Regions from separate parts of the Drosophila melanogaster genome. Here regions 1, 2 and 3 are each linked to region 4. The links are chromatin contacts, called in public Hi-C maps. All regions are on one chromosome and are shown on one strand. The core of a region is the stretch at or near the end of the contact, and the rest is flanking DNA. Distances in the headings are between cores, read along the strand shown.

What was found. Hi-C and Micro-C count contacts between places; a contact is called where the count stands out from the background.
Region 1: a contact with region 4 is called in a Hi-C map of the Kc167 cell line, with 5 times the contacts expected there. The contact joins the promoter of Gyf here to the promoter of MED26 in region 4. A contact is called at or near these places in 55 of 107 Hi-C or Micro-C datasets (the Clone 8 cell line, the D17-c3 cell line, the Kc167 cell line and 20 more) and 1 of 6 datasets of contacts at active chromatin or transcription factors (the Kc167 cell line).
Region 2: a Hi-C map of the Kc167 cell line shows a contact between it and region 4, with 7 times the contacts expected there. The contact joins the promoter of Slip1 here to the promoter of MED26 in region 4. A contact is called at or near these places in 19 of 107 Hi-C or Micro-C datasets (the Kc167 cell line, the OSC cell line, the S2 cell line and 8 more).
Region 3: a Hi-C map of the Kc167 cell line shows a contact between it and region 4, with 3 times the contacts expected there. The contact joins the promoter of ey here to the promoter of MED26 in region 4. A contact is called at or near these places in 21 of 107 Hi-C or Micro-C datasets (the Clone 8 cell line, the Kc167 cell line, the ML-DmBG3-c2 cell line and 8 more) and 1 of 6 datasets of contacts at active chromatin or transcription factors (the Kc167 cell line).

The regions. Positions count from the first base shown.
Region 1 is chr4:865,663-868,362 of dm6, reverse strand. It overlaps Gyf (Gigyf), which reads left to right and starts at 1,338. Exons shown (of 10, transcript NM_001169357.4): 1 at 1,338-1,387; 2 at 2,069-2,432; 3 at 2,491-2,661. The coding sequence starts at 2,097. It also overlaps a transcript of unc-13 not described here and asRNA:CR43425.
Region 2 is chr4:662,365-665,064 of dm6, reverse strand. It overlaps Slip1 (SLo interacting protein 1), which reads right to left and starts at 1,444. Exons shown (of 6, transcript NM_143676.2): 1 at 1,323-1,444; 2 at 725-1,210; 3 at 1-77. The coding sequence starts at 1,364. It overlaps CG46466, which reads left to right and starts at 1,941. Exons shown (of 2, transcript NM_001382171.1): 1 at 1,941-2,112.
Region 3 is chr4:696,319-699,018 of dm6, reverse strand. ey (eyeless) reads right to left here and starts at 1,330. Exons shown (of 8, transcript NM_166789.2): 1 at 1,136-1,330.
Region 4 is chr4:787,598-790,297 of dm6, reverse strand. MED26 (Mediator complex subunit 26) reads left to right here and starts at 1,320. Exons shown (of 6, transcript NM_166791.2): 1 at 1,320-1,403.

The DNA of each region.
Region 1 (2,700 bases), core at 89-2,588, 78 kb before region 4:
GGTTAACGACGTACTGTAGGAGATTATATGTATAAAGTTTAACTGCCTTAGAAGCCGTTTTCATCCTTGCCGAGATAACGAGAAGCCTCGCCTACTGCTCGCCATTCCTTCTCATACTCCTAACTTGGAGCAGGCTGAGATCCTGCTGTTGCAATGATATTTTTTCCCCCACACGCAGGAACGCTCAGAACGGGTGCAACTGACTTTAGGTCTCGTTACGAAGTCTGCGTTTTTGGTTTACATTTTGAAATGACCCTTACGCTAAATTAAAAGCATTATAAGCGATGCGTTAAGCGCCCGATCTGGGAACAGTGCCAAAATTTCAGATGTACTCACTGCCTCGAAACGTGGTAAAGATTAAGATCGCTCGAGCTTCGCTGTTATACGATTAAGGTATCCGAAAATCCTTCAGAACATGGGCATCAGCGTTATGGGCGTCATATCGTTTTCAGACAAATCACATGCACCATTGGCGATTTTCGTTTCCAATATCTGGGCGTTCATACGTACGAACAGACAGTTATACAAAAGACAAAAGGGGTGCGTATACATCGCAGCAAATTTTTGACACATACCCCTCACTTCATGACTTATGTAAAAAGACCAAAATAATCACAAACCAGGTATTCATTTTGGATCAAACCAGACAAACGTGGTTATGAAAACGGTTATGAAAATAATGTAACCATATTAAAATTTATATATATATATATAAATATATATATCCACTACTATATATATATATATATATATATATTTAAATATATACATTTGTATTTATATATTTATTCAAAATAAACTAATACATCGTTTACTTACACTTTACTATTTCTACTGTTATGTTATAATACTGAAAAACTTGAACTTGAAATGAAAATCGACTGCTTGTTAAATATAAAATTATTAACAATTCCGAAAGACTAAGTTTCAATACAAAGCTAACAACAAGGTAGGAATCTAGCTTTGGCAGTGATAATAATTAAATAATAATATTAAAGCAAGAATTCCCGTTACTCAACTTAAAGAAAAAAATCAACACATAGTTAGTGGTCGTGGAAACATCGTCTGCGTCTATATCTATAGAATCAGCATGCTTTAAGTTCTAGTTCTTATAGTTCCTGAAAGCGAGACGTTCTTACAGACAGACGGATTGGTTGATTTAAAGATTGACACTTATGCATTCTCTAAATCCCGGTGCTTGATGTTGCAATGTGAAGACAAGGGTGATGTATCTGTCAACTAGTAGTAGTGGAGCTAGTGTATAAGAAGCAAAAGTGGCAAGAATACCCCTGTGCTAAATTAAATTGGAAGCTTGACATATCGCAAGACGGCCACGCTGGCCTTGCTCTATCTTATGTTGGCGTTGGTATTTTAAGATATCTCGGTGGTACGTGTAAGTTGAATATTTTTACGAAATTCAATTTAAAAAATTTTTTTAGGATGTGCAGTTATAGTGGCTTGATTTTATTAAGATTACCAGAAGAATTAACTAAACAATCTTTAAAATAAAACACACCCGCCCAGTGTGATAAAGTCACACAAATCAAAAATTTGTACATACATCACTGTGTGTCTGTATGCGTCCAGATACTTACGAATTTTTTTTACCTTTTAGATCTATATTAGTTCTATTAGTTCTATATTTCAAACATGAAAGCTCGAATCAGACATTTCAATTCTATAAACATGTTAATTTTAATGTGTGATGAGGGTGCATGTGTATTTCGCGTTCGTGTGTGACAATCAGTTTGATATTTTAGGTTAGGTTTCTGTGTTGCTTTTATATTATATTATTTTACTTTTACTATCCATTCTGTAAAGCTCTGGTAAGTTTTTTTTTATCACTAGTTCTTAACTAAGCTTTAAAATAAATCCTTTGTTGTACTGTTTGCTTTGAAAAAGACTTGAAGCTGTTTGCTTTATTTATAGAACTTGAACTGTTTGAAAAATAAACAATTGTGCACAGAATCATAAAGCCATTAGGAGTTTAACAAAAACACTGAAAATTTGATTTCATTGCCTTTCTTACAAATAAATCAACCAAAAACTTTTTTGAACTTATTGTCAGCATAACATTAAACAAGAGGCAAATAAAAATGACAGATTCAATGAAATTTGGCCCGGAATGGTTGCGCAATATGTCAGCCGAGCCTTCGGGCTCTCCCAGTACCTACAACGTTGGTAATGCAGCTCAAAACAATTCGATTGGAGGGCACAACCTGGGAAACAACACGGCGGCATCCGCTTCCCGTAATCTATTTCCAGAATACCGGTACGGACGCGAGGAAATGCTGTCCTTGTTCGATCGGAACTGCCTACTGCCGCAGATCCTGCCATCGTTCAAAAAGCTCTTCGTGGAAAAGGTTCAGTGCCCTCTTGCACTGACACCGAGCTCCGAGGAGGACATCAACCAAAACTCACTTGGCAATAACGTATGTGAAGTAATTTGACATGAGTTTTAGAACATAATTTACTTTTCTTTGAAACTAGTCTCGTCCTGCCTGGTTGCAGCGCTCGCCCAGTGGATTTGGTAGTGCCTCCCGAGGCTCTGGACGTGGTGGAACCGTTGACCGGGGACGGATGCGCGGAAAATCGGCCTATCATCCGATATACCAACGCCCAAGCGGTCTATATGATGAAAGCTTATCGGTTATATCAAAGGTAATTGCAAATACGAACTAAATAAGGAAGTACGATTAG
Region 2 (2,700 bases), core at 195-2,694, 130 kb after region 4:
TGAATTCCGGAGGAGGTAACAATGAGCCCGATTTGATTGCTGCTTGACTGTTCAACACCTTTAACAAGCGTTACTTCCTGTTGATTATAAAAAAATACTATTATTTTGAATCCCAACACACATATCTAAGCAACTGACAGTTTTAGGATCTGTTATAAATACATCGGTTTCAATAATATTTATGTAGACGGCGAGAGTAAATAAACCACTGGCGTACAAAAGGCAATCACCTTATACCTTCCAAAAATTTTTATTTATTTTATTTGATATTTTTTGCTTTCTCGAAATTTGTTTAAATATCATTGTGTGCAAATACTTAGCAAGTGACAGTGTACACACAACTCCAAAAAATTTTAATAATAAACTTTGTGAATATTAATAATAACTGTTATGCCCGTCCGACCGCTCGATCATTCAAAGTCTACAGATGGCTTGTGTTGGTATATAGTCTCTCCTCAACGAATATAACAAAACTGCAACATACATATGTATGTACATATGGAGAATATGAGCATTTAAAATTTCTGCACTTCGCAAGGGCAAGGGTTGAATGTGGGCCCGCAGCCCAAGCAAACGCTACACAAATGCTCATACAAACGCAATTTGTATTTGCATTAAATAAGCATAGAATGGGTCTTAAGTGTATAGAGAAGTCGCCATCGCACATCGCGAAGACAGACCAGAACAGTTTTGTGGTACTGCTGTAGTAATGTATGGTAAATACCTCAATGTCGATTTCCGGTTCCAGGCATTGTTCGAACAAATGGTGTTCATGCTCTATGAAGTTGTCGGTAATTGTGTTAACCAAATCGTTATCCTTTAAAACGTCCGTACCAACGACAGATTGGGTTTGAGTTTCCTTCGATGCGGCTTGTAGACTTCCCAAACGATCCTCATGACTTCTAGCCCGAAGAGTTAAAACCACAGGAGTTTTCGTCTCGATTTCTTTCAACGATGTTGAAGATGGGCAATTTATTTGTTGAGAGGCACTGGCAGCTGTGATCGTCCCTTCTGCTGACTTGTCAGTTAGGACAGAAAGTTCTCCGGGATTGTCCACTTTTGATATTTTGGCATTGGAGCCATGTTTTAATTCTAAATCTAATGCATTGTGTTTCTGTCTGCGTATTTCTACGACAAGGGTTTCTTTAGATTGAAGGAACTTTTGAACCGCTTCATACCTCGACAAATGACTAATATCGTAACCGTTTATCTGAAACAGAATATGTGCATTTTGAAACGCTAAAAAACAGATTTCACACGAATGGAACTATTTATGGTAAAACGAGAACTCGGTTCTTAGTCCTACTTTATATTGAACTTACTTTTAACACAACATATTCGTACTCCACGTCGGCAATACTCATAGTGATGCTTAAAATCCAAAACTCATATTTATTTTCATTTAATTGTATACATATTTTTTCGAAAGTGTGGCCAAACCTTTTGTTTTCATTTATATCATTTACGTATTCTTTTTGATAAAAATTGTAATCGATTCTCTTAAGTAATCGTTTAATAACTCGCAACGGAATGGAAACCGTTAACGGATTGAGAAATCATAGCAATTAAAATTATCCGCTCGTATAAACGCATATTTTCAGACTGTACCAATTTTCAATTCATATTGTTGAATATAAAGTTGAAGTTGATGTAATGAAATTGATAATATAATATAATATTTCAATGGCTTAGGCATTGATAACCACGAAAAGCGGAGGTGCCCCTTGACTAAAAAGAGTTGCTATAGAATGGTTTTTGTAACCACTATTGTTTGATACGCACCTGTCATTGAAGTTCTTGTCGTTTCGTATCAATTTTGTGCTATGTAAATGAAATGGAAATGGCCTTAGTGACTTAACTGTGTGAACACAATATAATAATTTATTTCCGATACTTTTATCTTGATCTATCGATGGATGCGTATTTCTTAAAGCATACACATATACAATTATATAGAGCTTAAATAGCCGGATCAATTCGTATTTAAGGTTGTATGATGGTTAAAACGGGAAATCGCAGTAATTTTTATTATTTAAATAGTAAATTTAAACTTCAGTAAAAATATCCTAAATAATGTGAAGTGTCAAGAGCCAGGTGGACATAGCCATATCCGTACGCCCGTTTCTCACTAAATCTTTCTAAAAGCCTTTCTGTTGCCGATACTATGCATACTACATGTATGGCAGAAAGACCTCGACAAAGGGGAACATACATACATATCTTCTTTTTTGTTAGAAAGTGTTTTATCTCGGTATTGAACAGTTTTCGACCATATGCCTTGGAAAAGTCAAATTTTTTCTGTTCGTGATCATAAATAGATATTATTCAGTATAAGCATATAAAAATCGGCTTGCCGATTTTTGTTTATTTCCTATATTATACCCATTACTTGTAAAGTAAAATCGTATATGTATTAGATTCGCTGCAATGTATGTAATTGGTAGAAGAAACCGTCTCCGATCATAGAAAGTATATGTATGTAATAGGAACGCATCGATCCCATTTTATACTCACATGTTTCCAAATGTTTACACGCTTGTTCTAACGACCACGAACCGCCCAAAAACTGCCAAAAACAATTTTAACCAAATACCTACAAATCGTTCAAAACTGTAACGCCCATATCAATTTAAACACACATAAACCCTATGTAGTATATACATACATATGTATGTGTCTAGATTAGAAAGAAACACCCAT
Region 3 (2,700 bases), core at 81-2,580, 91 kb after region 4:
ATTATTGATCAGTATCAATAGCCGAGTCAATATGAACATGTTCGTCTGTTCGTCCGTCTAACCATATGAACGCCGCGATCTCAGGAACTAATAAAGCTATAGAGTTGACTTGCAGATTCCAGAGACATAGACGCAGCTCAAGTTTGTTTACCCATGTCAACATAACCCCATAACCCATAACCCCACGCCCGCACTTTTGAAATTTGAATTGTTTTTGTTTAGTTTTTTAATGTTTTTCGGGCCAATTTTTGTCGATGGTTTCTGGTAACTGGTTTCTGAGAGTCGATGTTTTATTGCTGTTGCTATTTTCAGATCGAACCTCCAACATAAAAAGTTGTAATATCAACTTTAGTGACGAAAAAATTGTCATTTACTTGATAAACACACTATATAAACGGTACTCATTCCGCACCCTTTTTTACTTATCCACCTTTCTTTCCACTTTGATTTTAAGAGTGCCAAATGAGTAACGCCCGCAAATTACAATGGCAATTAATCTAACCGCCACCAGCTTAAGCTATCGACCAATATCGAAGAGTGTTTTTCTTTTTATTTTTTCTCCATCTCTCAAAAGAGAGTAGGAGTAAAAACTCCTACCAGCAATGTAAGGGGTATCTGTTAGTTACGATCTGCGTAGCTATATTATAATATAAATCATAGACTAATCACAGATGTCATTACTCGGTATATATAACTATTTCCTTTTAAGAGCGTTGTCCCTTTTTTAGAAATGTGCTTGTAAGACTTCATTCTGCAACTTTCTCTCTTAAACACGGTGGCGATCGGAGAACATCTTATGGCCTCACCGAGTGAGTGGCAAGCCAAAGGGCATTACATATAATTTTAAAAAAAAACGGTATATTCCGAATGGGTGCAATGTATGACACAAAATAAAAATATTAGAGTTTCTCTTCTAATATTTTAAATTAAATTTCTGACCTTTTAAATGACCGTCGTCACTTTTTGGTTAAACCAATTCGAAATTAATTACGGTCAAAAGCCTTATTAAAAAACTTTCGGATCATAATTATTTCGACTAATATATGTACTACCTGCAATAATAAGAGGGCTTTTGGGAAAAATTCACACAGATGGGTTTAGTTAGTAGGGAATAATATTTACAAAATATACATACATATTTATATTACGAATGGTCGCACATGTATCCTGATTCTTTTATTAGATATTGATTGTCACACATTTTCTTCGATTTTCGGATGGGGGAAAAACAGTATGTGATTAAACACTAAAACGAACGTTCGTACAATATTGTTTATGCAATATTGTTTATATTTTCTGTGTATTTTGGTATTTTGTAGTATCGATTGGACTTCAGCACGCATCTGCTCGTATCAGGATGGCAACTCTCGGCGTGTAAAAATACAAACGGCAACTCTTAACATATATAGAAATCGATATGGCAACCCAATACCAGTGATTGCGTAGAGAATACGTTATTTTCAAAAATTCGATGCAGTAAATAAATAAATTCACAGATATAAGAATGATAATTTAGCAGACCTAAAGAATCGGTCCATTAATGAGCTATTAATAGTTCAACTAATCTACTCGTTGAAAATGTTGTGAAAAATATTTGAAAGCCAACTAAAGCGTTTCCTATTGTTAAACCATTGCAGAGCGTATAGTGATTTCTGTCAGAAAATTGCAACGTAGTGGAAATAATAGAAAAAAAATTATAAATTCTTGTTTTTGATCAGGAAGTATTTTAGTTCTGTATTTATCGGTTGAATGCGTGATCGCCATTTTCGTAATATTAGGTTTATCGCACGATTACCATCTATATGTGCGTAGATGAAGGAAAATTGACGCACTTGTTGAAATTATTTTATTTAAATCTTTATTATAACCAAAAAAAAATCGTAAATTGTTAACCACAATGGAAAAAATAAGTAGCTTACAATCCATCCAATAAATAATCTCTTATCAGTTACTTTGTTGATACATAAAAGAAGTCTTCTCCATTTGAATTGCTATTCTTAAGTAAAACAACAGAATTGCTGATACAAAGCAATAAAAATAAGTTAGTACAGTGTGAACACCTATCGTTTTCTTCCATATCGATAGGAAACTCATAAATGTATGTGTGGAAAGGCTTAAACATCTGTACGGGCGTCGATATATCGACAGCTAATCTGGAAAACACTAGACATCGCGGTAATTGTCCCTACCCTTTTTATGGAGTTCCCAGATTGCCTTCTTACACAACCATATTAATGGGCAATAATTATATAAGAAGACTGCGGAACAAAGGGGACCCGCACGAATATGTACTTGATTTAATATAAGTTTCTTTTATACACATAAAATTATTTTTGCATACTTATGTAAGTGCGTTGGGTACTTTTTATTAATTCCAGAGTAACGACATTTTTGCCGTTAATTTAAAACACGAAATGTTAGGACAAGAATGCGGAACTTCGGTTAAATTTTAAAAATTCCTTTGTATCAATATAGTCATTCCAGTAGTACAAATTAATACGCATGTAATTTTTGTTGTATAATAGCACTCAATTTTGTGTAATAAAAAAAAACAACTAGGGAACCAAAATTATAGAGACAAATCAAATCCTGCTAATAAAAATATATCTTATATAGTTTCTTCGGGTCTATTTGAAATCTTTGAAATGTAAAAATGTCTACACTCATAACTTATAAGAGTTAAAACGGCTTAAGGATTAA
Region 4 (2,700 bases), core at 71-2,570:
CAGATGATGATGTTATGTTGCCAATAGAGTTCGATTCGATAATATATCAGCCTTTCGTTGAAAAAAAAGAAATACAGCAACAAGAATACTCTGTATCATTTTCCAAAATCGTGCAAGACAATGAGAGGTACTTTGACCAAAATATAGATAACTTTTTGTGCAATGATGTACCCATTGAATTAACTTCCAGTAGATATTTTGTTGGATATATTGCTAAGGGATCCAGTTGCGATAAATGCAGATCGGTAATTTTAAAAGAAACCGAGCATTTAACAGCTCCATCAGAGCTTTTTATACATGAGAAAAACTACTCAATAGAATCGGACTTCGGGAAATTAAGGGCACCATCTGATTTATTTTTTAATATTTACAAAATACACATTAAAGCTTTCGAAAATATTTTTAAAAATAATAAAAAACAAATGTGTATAAAAAAATTTATTGTTGAGCAATGCATTAAGTGCACAAATGAAAGTAGTGCCTTCCCATTATGGTTTTATGAAAATAATGAATGTTATGCACATAGAACAGATCTTTTAAACAAACTTATAAAAGTTTTGCTTTTTAAGCATTGTAAGTGGACTGTGATAGCTGATAGACAAAAAAAGCAAGCTAAGCTCAGCATTCTATCTCATGAATAAAAAAAATGAGCGTTATTTAAATAACTGACGACTGAAAAATCGAGCAATATATAATAAAAAACAATAGTTAGAAAAATAACTTAATTGGGGAATATGGAAATGTTTTAATGTTAAACATTAAAATATTTCAAGTCGACTCGAAGGTCATATACGTAAATATAAGACCCCATTACAATTGTAATGGCCTCCCCGTAGTGTTCCCTGGGTACCGACTATTACACATATTACACATAAATAATTATCAACATAAATATAAATATGTAAACGGTAGCTAATTCGAGCGGCGATTTTAACAAACGAATTTAAAAAGCTTTAAAATTAAAAAATTTTAAAATTAAAATTAAAATTTTAAAATTATAATAAGAAGGGCGCGAATTTTTAAAAATTATTTTATTTCATCATATTGCTACGAAATTGGCAAAAAACTACCCTAATATGTACAATGTAAATTCATTTCTTTGATCAGAATTGATTTCGGCCCGAAAATCGTCTTCTAGCACAACACCCACACATATACGCGTTCCCGTCTCTTGTTTTTACTCACACAAGCAAGCAAATTCTATTTTTAGATTTCTTATGTTCTCAGCGTGAGCGAGCGGAAAGAGAGCAATTTTGGCCGTCACCAAAAAAGTGGCTGCATAGTGCCAAACCAATGTATGGCCGTTACGCATCTTGTTATTCTAGTGTCTTTGGTATGGCCGTTACGCATCTTGTTATTTATATGGCTTTGAATAGACCATGTGCAGTGTGATTAATGTGGGGGTATGTATTAAAAACGACATATAATATAAGTATATTTATGTATGTGCAAAAGGAATATATCAGGATATTTCGGTAAGAGCGACAAACCAGCCAAGTGTGAATTTATGAAGTTGATGCATCTATATTTTTGCAAATCTCAAGTTTATATGCAGAAGAGTCACTGTCGTTATATTTGAATTTTGCTCACTAGCGGAGATGATTAAATTTTTTATTATTGTACTGAAATACAAAAATGTTTTTTAAACTTAATTAGCATTTTAAGTAATAATAGTTTTTCTCCGGTATTCTAACGTTACCAGTGTGAACGGATCGGACAAGCATTCTTCCTAATTTAGTACTACTAACCGTTTATATTCCAATTACACTATATATATGGACACAGTCAGTTTTGGTTTTTGTCAAACACGGAAACACAGTATAAGCATGGGGTAGCTCAGTTCTTAGACGGGAAGGTCAATAAAATCTCTTCTGCTCGAGGTTCAGAATAAGAATAATATTATAGAACATATTAAAAAAAAAGCCGCTGTGGTAAAATGTGAATATAAAAAATTAAACATATTCTTTTTCTGTTGCTTATTAAATGTAAAATATATTCTTATATACAAAAGGCTTCCAAAGGTTTTGCAATAAGAAAAAAATATATACTCGATTTTGGTGCTGAAGGATAGTACTATAGTTTACTTTTTTTCAATTGTGAGATGATCCCTTAACCCAAGTTATGGGGTTTGGTAATTGTAAGCCATTTGTTTGTTTTTTGTTTTTGAAGAACACCGAGAGCATTTGTTTTGTACAAATCCTATATATACACACTTTTTTCAAATATTTCGCATTGAAATGAAAGAGTTTAAGAATCTTTATATATCCTTAACAAAAAAAAAACGGCATTGCTAGTCCGAATAAAATAAGTTAAGGGTAAAAAAACAAACAATATTTTAATATTCTCCATATTAAGTAAAGCGGGTAACTGGACGGAGAATCTACGAAATCGTTTTATATTTTACAAAATATATAGGACAACGGGAAAATATCCAAACCACAAAGCAACAAAACCTTCATTTTCTGGTCTGGTATATTTGACCCTTTTTTCATTTTGAGATTCACGCATTTAGCCCAAAAATGGACGTTTACTTTATATAATACTCCTATAGGTTTTCATGTCACATATAATACAATTCCTCTTCAATTCTGTTTGATAGCAGTATGATCAGGCCTTCCTGTTAAAAGAAATTCACGTGAAAGTATATCGATAATAATTGTTAAATACTTATCGATTTTCTGCCACCCTTGAAGTGCAGCT